Regions from separate parts of the Macaca mulatta genome. Here regions 1 and 2 are each linked to region 3. A link is a contact called in public Hi-C data. All regions are on one chromosome and are shown on one strand. The core of a region is the stretch at or near the end of the contact, and the rest is flanking DNA. Distances in the headings are between cores, read along the strand shown.

Region 1 (3,744 bases), core at 362-2,861, 110 kb after region 3:
TCATGCCATTCTCCTGCCTCAGCCTCCAGAGTAGCTGGGACTACAGGCACCCGCCACCACGCCCGGCTAATTTTTTGTATTTTTAGTAGAGACAGGGTTTCACCGTGTTAGCCAGGATGGTCTCGATCTCCTGACTTCGTGATCCACCTGCCCCAGCCTCCCAAAGTGCAGGGATTACAGGTGTGAGCTACCGCTCTGGGCCCACACCCAGAAAATGTTTATATTTTGAATAGAGATGGGGTTTCAGTATGTTGGTCAGGCTGGTGGGTCTCCATTTCTTTTTTTTTTTTGAGACGGAGTCTTGCTCTGCCGCCCAGGCTGGAGTACAGTAGGGTGATCTCCGCTCACTGCAAGCTCCGCCTCTCGGGTTCACGCCATTCTGCCTCAGTCTCCCGAGTAGCTGGGACTACAGGTGCCTGCCACCATGCCCGGCTAATTTTTTGTATTTTGTAGTAGAGACGGGGTTTCACCGTGTTAGCCAGGATGGTTTCCATCTCCTGACCTCGTGATCTGCCCGCCTCCGCCTCCCAAAGTGCTGGAATTACAGGCGTGAGCCACCGTGCCCGGCTAATTTTGTATTTTTAGTAGAGACAGGGTTTCACCCTGTTGGCCAGGCTGATCTCGAACTCCTGACCTCAAGTGATTCACCTACCTCAGCCTCCCAAAGTGCTGGGATTATGGGCGTGGACCACCACGCCCAGCTGTGTCTCCATCTTATTTATTTATTTATTTATGAGACGGAGTCTTGCTCTGTCGCTCAGGCTGGAGTGCAGTGGTGCGAACTTGGCTCACTGCAACCTCCGCCTCCTGGGTTCAAGTGATTCTCCCGCCTCAGCCTCCTGAGTAGCTGGGATTACAAGCGCCTGCCACCACACTCAGCTAATTTTTGTATTTTTAATAGAGATGGGGTTTAGTATGTTGGTCAGGCTGGTGGGTCTCCATCTTTTCTGTTTGTTTGTTTGTTTTTGAGACGGTGTCTCGCTCTGTTGGCCAGGTTGGAGAGCAGTGGCACCATCTAGGCTCACTGTAAGCTCCGCCTTCCGGCTTCACGCCATTCTCCTGCCTCAGCCTTCCGAGTAGCTGGGGACTACAGGTGCCCACCACCACGCCCAGCTAATTTTTGTGTTTTTAGTAGAGACGGGGTTTCACCACGTGTGCCAGGCTGGTCCCCAACTCCTGACCTCAGGTGATCCACCCCCTTGGCCTCTTAAAGTGCTGGGATTTACAGGCGTGAGTCACAGAGCCCGGCCACGCCATTTAATCTCTCCAAGCCTCGGTTCCTCCACTGTACGATGGGGATAGCACCTACTTCAGAGATTGCTACTCCGAATAAAAGGAGCTGGCATGTCATGTAACAAGCGTGACCTATAACACGCAAGTGATAGAGGTTACTGACTAGCTTTAGCCTCAGGCCAGCAGCCTTCTGCTCTCCCTGCCCCGCGCGCCCCACGTGCCTCCTGTAAACAAGAGAGCGCGCAGGCGCCCCAAGCCAGCGCCCATTGGTCGGCGCGCGGTCGCCCCGCGGGAGGGAGGACTCAGGCCCGGCTTGTAGCTGGCTCTGTACCCGGTCGGTCGGTGGCGCGTCTGTTGGGTCCGCGCGTCCGGGCAGCCGGCTTTGCCCTCGCCATGGCGCCCTGGCTGCAGCTGCTGTCGTTGCTGGGGCTGCTCCCGGGCGCAGTGGCCGCCCCCGCCCAGCCCCAAGCCGCCAGCTTTCAGGCCTGGGGACCGCCGTCCCCGGAGCTGCTGGCGCCCACCCGCTTCGCGCTGGACATGTTCAATCGCGGCCGGGCTGCGGGGACGCGGGCCGTGCTGGGCCTTGTGCGCGGCCGCGGCCGCCGGGTGAGAACGCGCCGGGGGCGGGGGCGCCGGGCCCGGGTCCAAGGGATAGGAACTTTGACCTAACCCTGGGATGGGGCCTGCCCGCTGGACGAACCGATCTCTGGTGGTGGGGAACAGGCAGCACCGCACGGGCGGGGCCGTGGGCGCCATGAAGGGCCGACCGTGCCCGCCTCACCTGCCCCTCTCTACAGGCGGGCCAGGGTTCGCTGTACTCCCTGGAGGCGACCCTGGAGGAGCCACCCTGCAACGACCCCACGGTGTGCCGGCTCCCCGCGTCCAAGAAAACCCTGGTGAGTGATGAGGCTCTTGGGATTCCCCGCCCCCTGGCTGAGTAAGGCAGCAGTTAGATTATGACGATTCCTAGGTCAAGACGCAGGAATCTGATGCAGCTGATGCCCCACCTCGAGCCACTTCCCAGGCCCCGAGGGCCAGAAACCAGGATGCTCTGAAGGGGAGGATGTCCCCGTGCAGCTGTCCACTGTGATGGGGTGATTGCCTTAGGGGTGGCCCTCATCTGAAGAGCCTCCAGCTCCATCTTGCCCAGATCTTGCTCCCCAGATCCAGATCCAGGCCCCCAGAGCAGCTTCTTCCTCTCCCTCCAGCTCTGCAGCTTCGAAGTTCTGGATGAACTTGGAAAACACGTGCTGCTGCGGAAGGACTGTGGCCCGGTGGACACCAAGGTTCCAGGTGCTGGGAGAGCCCAAGGCTGCTGGGGAGCCCAAGTCAGCCTTCACTCAGGGCTCAGCCATGATTTCTTCTCTGTCCCAACCCCATCCAGACAGCAGAAATGAGACTTTCAGCTCAGTCCTTTCCCTGTTGAATGAGGATCCCCTGCCCCAGGTGAGGATCCCGTAGCTTGGGGAGCCAGCCACTGCCTCATCGCCCTTCTCCTCCCTTCCCTCTGGAGTGGGTTTCCCTGGTTAGCCTAAAGACTGGTCTACCTATCCAGGACTTGCCTGTGAAGATGGCTTCAATCTTCAAGAACTTTGTCATTACGTATAACCGGACATATGAGTCAAAGGAAGGTGAGGACCCAGCCTTGGCTATACCTGTTTCTATCAGAACAGGACTTTCCCCCCAACTTGGCACCTTGGTGTGGGGGAGGAGAAAGACAAGAGGCAGTGCAGCTGTTCAAGGACCCCGTAATTCCTGAGTTCTCCCTAAGCCTTGCTAGACTGGGCAGCTACCCTGAGTACCTGGTCCCTTCTCCCACCTTATCTTCCTGCTCAGAAGCCATGGGTTTTGGCCGGGTGCGGTGGCTCATGTCTGTAATTGCAGTACTTTGGGAGGCTGAGGCGGGCAAATCACCTGAGGTCTGGAGTTCAAGACCAGCCTGGCCAACATGGTGAAACCCCATCTCTACCAAAAAAAAAAGTACAAAAATTAGCCGGGCGTGGTGGCGCATGCCTGTATACCAGCTACTCGGGAGGCTGAGGCAGGAAAATCGCTTAAACCCAGGAGGCGGAGGTTGCAGTGAGCCAAGATTGCGCCATTACACTCCAGCAGGGGTGACGAGTGAAAACTCGGTCTCAAAAAAAAAAAAGAAAGCCATGCGTCTCCATCACTCTGGGCAGGGTGGGATGGGGCAGAGGCCGGATTTTTTGTGCTGGAGAGTCCTTGACAACATGGCCTTTCCCCACCACCTCTTGTGGGTAGTGTCCTTAAGACCCCATTTACTGCTTTTGCACCTGGGAAGTCATCACTTCAGTTTGGCCCCAAAAGTTGATCAGACCTCCCACTCCATCACTTGCATGTCTGGCCCCCACCCCTACCTACTCTGCGGGGAAACCCCTGCCAGCTAGCCCCAGTTGCCCCTCCTTTTATCTGCCTGGGGTCAAGCCCCTCCTCTTCTGCTCTTTGGTCCTCAGAAGCCCGGTGGCGCCTGTCCGTCTTTGTCAATAACAT
Region 2 (3,704 bases), core at 484-2,983, 89 kb after region 3:
ATCACCACCTGTAAGCCCTTCCTCTCATAATCCCCTAGGATTGACTGGGCTGTTACTACATGCCAAAGACTTTTCTAAGTGCTTTTTTTGTATTAACTCGGTTACTCTTCAAGACAATCCTCCAGAGTAGCTTCTATTATCATCCCCCATTTAACACGGAAGAAACAGAAACACAAAAAGTAACACGCATGAAGTCTTAGTGCCATTAAGTGGCAAAGAGGGGGTTTGAACTCTAGAGCTCACACCCCTAACCACTTTACAAAGTCCACCACTACCAAGGTCCCAGGTTCAGAAGCCATCTCATCTCATTCCCTCTCAGGATTGCTCTTCCCATGAAGCATTCTGTGAATGCCACCGAGGCAACGCTTACATGCTTATTTCCACCTGAGTGTAGGGGATGTGCCTGATACCCGTGTGAACTCTTCTCCCTAAAAAACCCCAGTGTCTGGTCCATACCTGCCAAATGACTTTTTCTTTTTTTGAGACAGGGTCTCACTCTGTCACCCAGCCTGGAGTGCACTGGCGCAATCCAACTCACTGCAGCCTCCACCTCCTGAGCTCAAGTGATCCTCCTGCCTCGGCCTCCCTAGTAGCTGGGACTACAGGTGCGCACCATGACGCCCAGCTAATTTTTGTATTTTTTATAGAGAAGAGTTTTCACCATGTTGCTCAGGCTGGTCTCAAACTCCTGGACTTGAGCAATCCACCCACTTCGGCGTCCCAAAGTGTTGGGATTACAGGCATGAGCCACTAAGCCTGGCCTGGATGAACACTTAACAGAATCAAAGGAAGCCAGTTCCCAGAGCCATGCTGGTGGCTCTACCTTTCCAGATCTTTCTAATTGTGCCAGGTCACCTACAGACCAGCTGGCCTTTTAAGAACCAGAAGCTACTCAGGATGGTATAGGGCCAGCACTGCTGTTTGCTTTGTCAAGATTATGTTGTTTCCCAAGCAAAAACTGCCTGTTTTCCAAGGAACTCCTTCAGCCTAGCTCCTCAGTCTCTGGGGCACGTGAGGTTCAGGACAGTAAGACAGGCAGTTAGAACCTGTCAGGGCAAGCTGGACAGCTGTACTCTAGGCTCTCCCTCCAGGTCTGTGTGTAACTCTTGAAAACATTCCTTCCACTCTCTGGGGTTCAGTTTCTGCATCTGTAAAATGGGAGTAAGGTTCGTCTAATAGATTCGCCTGGTCCCTCCTAGAGGCCTCTGGACTGTCCGCAGAAAAGTTTACCCTGTTCTTACCTGCCACCCCTTGCAGGGACTTGCGCACCGCGTCCACACAGCTCTGACAGGTCATCTGCACCGCGAACTCCAACTGCAAGGGCAGCAGGGACCGACCGATGATCGCTGGGGAAGTGCGTTGGTATGACTTTGTTTCACCACCTACCTACCCTATGACCACTCCAAGGTCTGGGAACAAGCCCCCACGTAATCCCTCTTCAAGCACCTTCTTTATGACTCTCATGACCATTCCAGGGCCATGGGAGTCACTCCCTCAACACTCACGCAGGGCCCCTGCTACCCTCGCATGCTAGTTTCATCCCGTGGCCCCAGGCCCCAACCCAAGTGCTCACTCCTTCCCCTCTTAGACCCAAGGTAACGATCACCCCAGGGGCCGAGGCTCTCTGCCCGGCGAGGCTCTACACGAAGCCTCAACCCTCACCGTGCAGAGGGTCCCCTGGTTCCCCGAGTCCGAAGCCATTCTGGACCCAGTCACCAGTCCGAAACGCAGAACTCTTCAGGCGCAGGAGCACCAACCAGCGCGGTGTCGCGGGGACTGGCCCTCGAAAGACACCCTTAACTCCGCCTCCTAGTGCGTGCGCACGCAAGGCCCTGCCCTGTCAGCCGCTGGGTGGTGGCCGCGCAGGCGCACTCGGGCCCTCGGGCTCCTGGTTGCCTTAGTAACCACTCCGCTTTTTGTTAGCCGATGGTGGCAGCCGCAGGCCGTAAGATGGAGCCTCCGAAGCACGAGCCTGAGCTCCAGCGGTTTTACCACCGGTTGCTGCGTCCGCTGTCGCTCTTCCCCACTAGGGCGACGTCCCCAGAGCCTCAGAAGCGCCCCAAGCAGGAGGGCCGGATTCTACAGTCCTTCCCTCTCGCGAAGCTGACGGTGGCGTCTCTGTGCAGCCGGGTGGCCAAGCTGCTTTCCAGCAGTGGGATGGCAGCGCGAGTGCCTCCTGAGGCTCGACTACGTCTCATCAAGGTCATCCTGGACGAGCTGAAGTGCAATTGGCGGGAGCCGCCCGCCGAACTTAGTCTGAGCCACAAAAACAACCACAAGCTGCGGAAGCGGCTCGAGGCTTACGTGCTGCTGAGCAGTGAACAGCTCTTCTTGCGCTACTTGCACCTGTTGGTGACCATGTCGACCCCCAGAGGGGTCTTCACTGAATCAGCCACGCTCACCCGGTTGGCGGCCAGCCTTGCCAGGGACTGCACACTCTTCCTCACTAGTCCCGACGTCTACCGTGGCCTGCTCACCGACTTTCAGGCCCTGCTGAGGGCAGAGCAGGCCTCTGGAGGTGTGGACAAGCTGCGCCCTGTCTGCCCCGCTGGGACATTCAAGTTGTGCCCTATCCCCTGGCCTCACAGCACTGGCTTCGCCCAAGTGCAGTGCTCTAACCTCAACCTGAACTACCTCATCCAACTCAGCCGTCCACCAGAGTTTCTCAATGAGCCAGGAAAGATGGATCCAGTGAAGGAATTGAAGTCCATCCCTCGGTTGAAAAGGAAAAAGCCTCTCCACTGGCCACCCTCCATAGGAAAGAAGAGAGAAATCGACATCAGTTCCTCACAGATGGTGTCGCTGCGCAGCTATCCTGTGGCCCCCACCAGCAGGGCTTCCCCCTTGCCTTTCTACTCTGAGCTCCGGAGAGGCCAATCCATGCCCTCCCTGCGTGAGGGCTGGAGGCTGGCAGATGAGTTGGGCCTTCCTCCACTCCGATCTCGCCCCTTAACCCCGCTGGTCTTGGCTACAGAGAGCAAACCAGAGCTGACTGGGCACATCGTGGCTGAGGATCTGAAGCAGTTGATAAAGAAGATGAAGTTGGAGGGGACTCACTACCCACCACTGGACTCAGGCCTGCCTCCTCTCCTTGGGGTTGTGACCCGTCACCCAGCTGCAGGGCATCACCTGGAGGAGCTGGAGAAGATGTTGAGGAACCTCCAGGAGGAAGAAACCTCTGGGCAGTGGGACCCCCAGCCCCCCAAATCCTTTCCACTTCACCCACAACCAGTGACCATTACTTTGAAGCTTAGAAATGAGGTCGTGGTCCAGGCGGCTGCCGTACGGGTCTCTGATAGAAACTTCTTAGACTCTTTCCACATTGAGGGGGCCGGAGCCCTGTATAACCATCTGGCTGGTGAACTGGATCCCAAAGCCATTGAAAAAATGGATATTGATAACTTTGTTGGCAGTACTACCAGGGAGGTCTACAAGGAGTTGATGAGCCATGTCTCTTCTGACCACTTACATTTCGATCAAGGGCCCCTAGTTGAGCCTGCAGCAGATAAAGACTGGTCGACCTTCCTGTCCTCAGCCTTTCTACGTCAAGAAAAACAGTCTCAAATCATCAACCCTGAGCTGGTTGGACTTTACTCCCAGAGAGCAAACACTTTACAGTCCAATACTGAGATGATGCCCTCCCTCCCATCACCCCAAGCTACCAAAAGCTGGGAGAAGTGGTCAAACAAGGCCTCCTTGATGAA
Region 3 (3,324 bases), core at 720-3,219:
AACCATCTTGAGCCCAGAAGTTTGAGACCAGGCTGGGCAACACAGGGAGACCCCCATCACTACAAAAACATTTTAAAAATTAGCTGGATGGGGTGGCCCACACCTGTGGTCCCAGCTGCTCCAGAGGCTAAGATAGGAGGATCACTTGTGTCTGGGAGGTTGAGGCTACAGTGAGCCATAATGGTGCCACTGCACTCTAGCCTGGAAAACAAAGTGACACCCTGACTCAAAAATAATAGTAGTAACAGTTGAGGGCCGGGCGTGGTGGCTCATGCCTGTAATCCCAGCACTTTGGGATGCCAAGGCCAGTGGACACCAGCCTGGCCAACATGGTGAAACCCCGTCTCTATTAAAAATACAAAAATTAGCTGGGTGTGGTAGCGCACACCTGTAGTCCCAGCTACTGGGGAGGCTGAAGCAGGAAAATGGCTTGAACGCGGGAGGTGGAGGTTGCAGTAAGCCGAGATCGCACCACTGCTCTCCAGCCTGGGTGACACAGCGATACTCTGTCTTTAAAAAATTGAAAAATAAAAATAAAATAAAATCGGAAGGACAGTGCCTCTTCTGAAATGGCTGAGAAACAAAAGGAACTCAGGGATAGAATATATCCAAGTAGCTGGGGTGGAAGAAGGCAGCCTGGGGAATGTGTGCCTGATGGTATCAGAGAAGCCATTATGGAGCCACTACAATGAGGAATGGTGGCTGACAATCTCCCTGGCAGGCTCCACGAGATAAACCCAATCCATCAATCTCCATAAAAGGCTACTCTTTGTTGGAAGGTGACAGTTGGGGAATCCACCTAAACTTTTTTTTTTCCAGACCGAGTCTTGCTCTGTCACCCAGGCTGGAGTGCAGTGACACCATCTCGGCTCACTGCAACCTCCGCCTCCCGGGTTCCAACGATTCTCCTGCCTCAGGCTCCCGAGTAGCTGGGATTACAGGCGCCCGCCGCCATGCCCGGCTATTTTTTGTATTTTTAGTAGAGACGGGATTTCACCATGTTGGCCAAGCTGGTGTCGAACTACTGAACTCGTGATCGGCCCGCCTCAACCTCCCAAAGTGCTGGGATTATAGGCGTGAGCCGCCGCGCCCGGCCCGCCTAAGCTTGTTTTTACCGCTAGGAGGTGCCCTTGGACCACAGCTGAATTCTCAATGCTAGACAGTTGGGAAACTCACAGTAGCCTAGACTTCCAGCGTGGTGTGGACGAGGAGACCCTGTCCCACCCTTAACTAGAGACCTTGCTGGGCCTCTCCACCAAGTATTCCTCTCGTGTGTTCACCACAGACCAGGACTGTGATGGACACACAATGAGAGAGAACCAGACCACGGATACTCACGAGCAAACAAAACATGACTAAGCGTAGCCTGGGTAGCAATGCCTCTTAGGCCTGTCCTAGTTTTGCCAGGTTATCCTTCTGCCCCTTCGTTCTCAGTTTCCGTACCAATAAATAACACGTCTGTAATGAAACACTAAAATAATGTTTAAAGCGCTACAAAACAATGACTAGTTTTGCTTAAAATGTGGCGCGCCTGTATTTCTGAAATGTTGCCCCAAGCTGCCACAGAGGCCGGCCAGCCCGCTACGAAAGCCCCTTTTTAGGGCCCTCGGGGAGATTCCCCTTTGTCATTAGCTCTCCGGCCTCCTCAGAGGGCCCAATAGCAGGACCCATTGTGATGGTGAGTGACTCCCCGGGGCCTCCGCTTTTCTAGGCAGTGGTTGCGTCCAGAGCCCCTCTGACGCAGGAGTGGCGATCCTTTCCAGGGTGATGACTGGCTGGCTGGGGCTGGGGGTGGGCTGACCTCCGCGGCGCTGTGCCGCCACCAAGAGGCCCCGCCCCCGTGTTGCGAGGTCATTTGTATGCAGCCTCGCGATTGGTCACTCGGCTCCCGCGAGGGGAAGGGGAGGGAAGCAGCGCGTACTCGCGCGTGCGTGAGCCGGTGCGTGAGCTGGCCCGCGAGAAAGGGCCCGGTCGCGTCGAGGCTCGAGCGCCCGTCGCCATTTTGTAGGGTTCTCCCTGACGCGGGAGCCGCCGCCGCCGCCGCCGCCACCCGGAGGTGCGAGGGGGTCTTGTGTGTGTGATGTGGGGAGCTCGGGGGCGGGGCGGGGCGGGCCGGGCCGGGCCGGGCCTCCTGCAGAAGGCATGGCGGGGATTTGGGTTTCTCATTTTGCTGCGGGAGGTCCGGGGAGACAACGGGAGGAGGCGGGACCGGGTCTCCGGAAGGAGGCGGGGCAGGGGTCGGGTCGAGTCTTTGTTGGAGCGAAGAAGCTGGAGGGTGGGCCGCTGGGGGGCGGGTGGTTGGTCCCGGTTAGAGGGAAAGGGGACTTTTTTCCTTTTAGTGTATCTTGAAAGGTGCTAGTGCGTGGAGGAGAGGTACACAGATTTCCCTCCAAAACCTTGTTACCAGGCGCACTGCGATAGATACCCCTTGCCTTTGCTTGGGCTTTTCTCTTTCCTCATTTTAAGACATTAAACAGCTAATTCTGGTATTTCATTGCGCTCCATTTCACAGAGGTGATAGACTGTGCTATGCATGCTGACCCTCGACCTCCTGTTTCCATGTCACACATAGTTCGCACTTCTCAAGAACAAACCGCCCTTCTACTGAGGAAGAATAATGAATGTCTATGCGAGGGTCTCTGAAGGTGCAAGAACTTTGGAGGATTAGATGAAAATGCTGCAGTGCACCGAAATTTCCCACCACACCCCTGACTTTTGAAATCTTGTTTTTCTCTCCCAGGCTCTTGTCAGGATGGTGAAGCTGTTCATCGGAAACCTGCCCCGGGAGGCCACAGAGCAGGAGATTCGCTCTCTTTTCGAACAGTATGGGAAGGTGCTGGAATGTGACATCATTAAGAACTATGGCTTTGTGCACATAGAAGACAAGACGGCAGCTGAGGATGCCATACGCAACCTGCACCATTACAAGCTTCATGGGGTGAACATCAACGTGGAAGCCAGCAAGAATAAGAGCAAAGCTTCAACCAAGTTACACGTGGGTAACATCAGCCCCACTTGTACCAACCAAGAGCTTCGAGCCAAGTTTGAGGAGTATGGTCCGGTCATCGAATGTGACATCGTGAAAGATTATGCCTTCGTACACATGGAGCGGGCAGAGGATGCAGTGGAGGCCATCAGGGGCCTTGACAACACAGAGTTTCAAGGTGAACTGCTCTGGGCCTGGGTAGTAGAGCCGAGTGGGGTCTAGCTCAAGACAGGCAAGAACACAAGACTATAGAACTGGCAGGGTGGTCTCTTTCATTCTGTTTTAGCTGGAAATAATAGATTATGTTTTCCGCTCTTAAGCATAGTTTACCTCTGGGG

Evidence for each region. A called contact is a pair of places that touch in the nucleus more often than the background predicts.
Region 1: a contact with region 3 is called in a Hi-C map of liver, with 2.6 times the contacts expected there. The contact joins the promoter of CTSF here to the promoter of RBM4B in region 3. A contact is called at or near these places in 6 of 14 Hi-C or Micro-C datasets (CD4 T cells, blood, cortical neurons and 3 more).
Region 2: a contact with region 3 is called in a Hi-C map of cortical neurons, with 3 times the contacts expected there. The contact joins the promoter of CCS here to the promoter of RBM4B in region 3. A contact is called at or near these places in 6 of 14 Hi-C or Micro-C datasets (CD4 T cells, blood, cortical neurons and 3 more).

Annotation. Positions count from the first base shown.
Region 1 is chr14:7,843,113-7,846,856 of T2T-MMU8v2.0, forward strand. CTSF (cathepsin F) reads left to right here and starts at 1,612. Exons shown (of 14, transcript XM_015113633.3): 1 at 1,612-1,839; 2 at 2,031-2,129; 3 at 2,442-2,528; 4 at 2,530-2,679; 5 at 2,789-2,864; 6 at 3,708-3,744. The coding sequence starts at 1,627. It also overlaps a transcript of MRPL11 not described here.
Region 2 is chr14:7,825,061-7,828,764 of T2T-MMU8v2.0, forward strand. It overlaps CCS (copper chaperone for superoxide dismutase), which reads right to left and starts at 1,734. Exons shown (of 8, transcript NM_001261515.1): 1 at 1,663-1,734; 2 at 1,242-1,314. The coding sequence starts at 1,701. CCDC87 (coiled-coil domain containing 87) reads left to right here and starts at 1,927. Exons shown (of 1, transcript XM_001109501.5): 1 at 1,927-3,704. The coding sequence starts at 1,927. It also overlaps a transcript of MRPL11 not described here.
Region 3 is chr14:7,736,099-7,739,422 of T2T-MMU8v2.0, forward strand. It overlaps RBM4B (RNA binding motif protein 4B), which reads left to right and starts at 1,970. Exons shown (of 5, transcript XR_003722460.2): 1 at 1,970-2,056; 2 at 2,741-3,164. It also overlaps a transcript of MRPL11 not described here.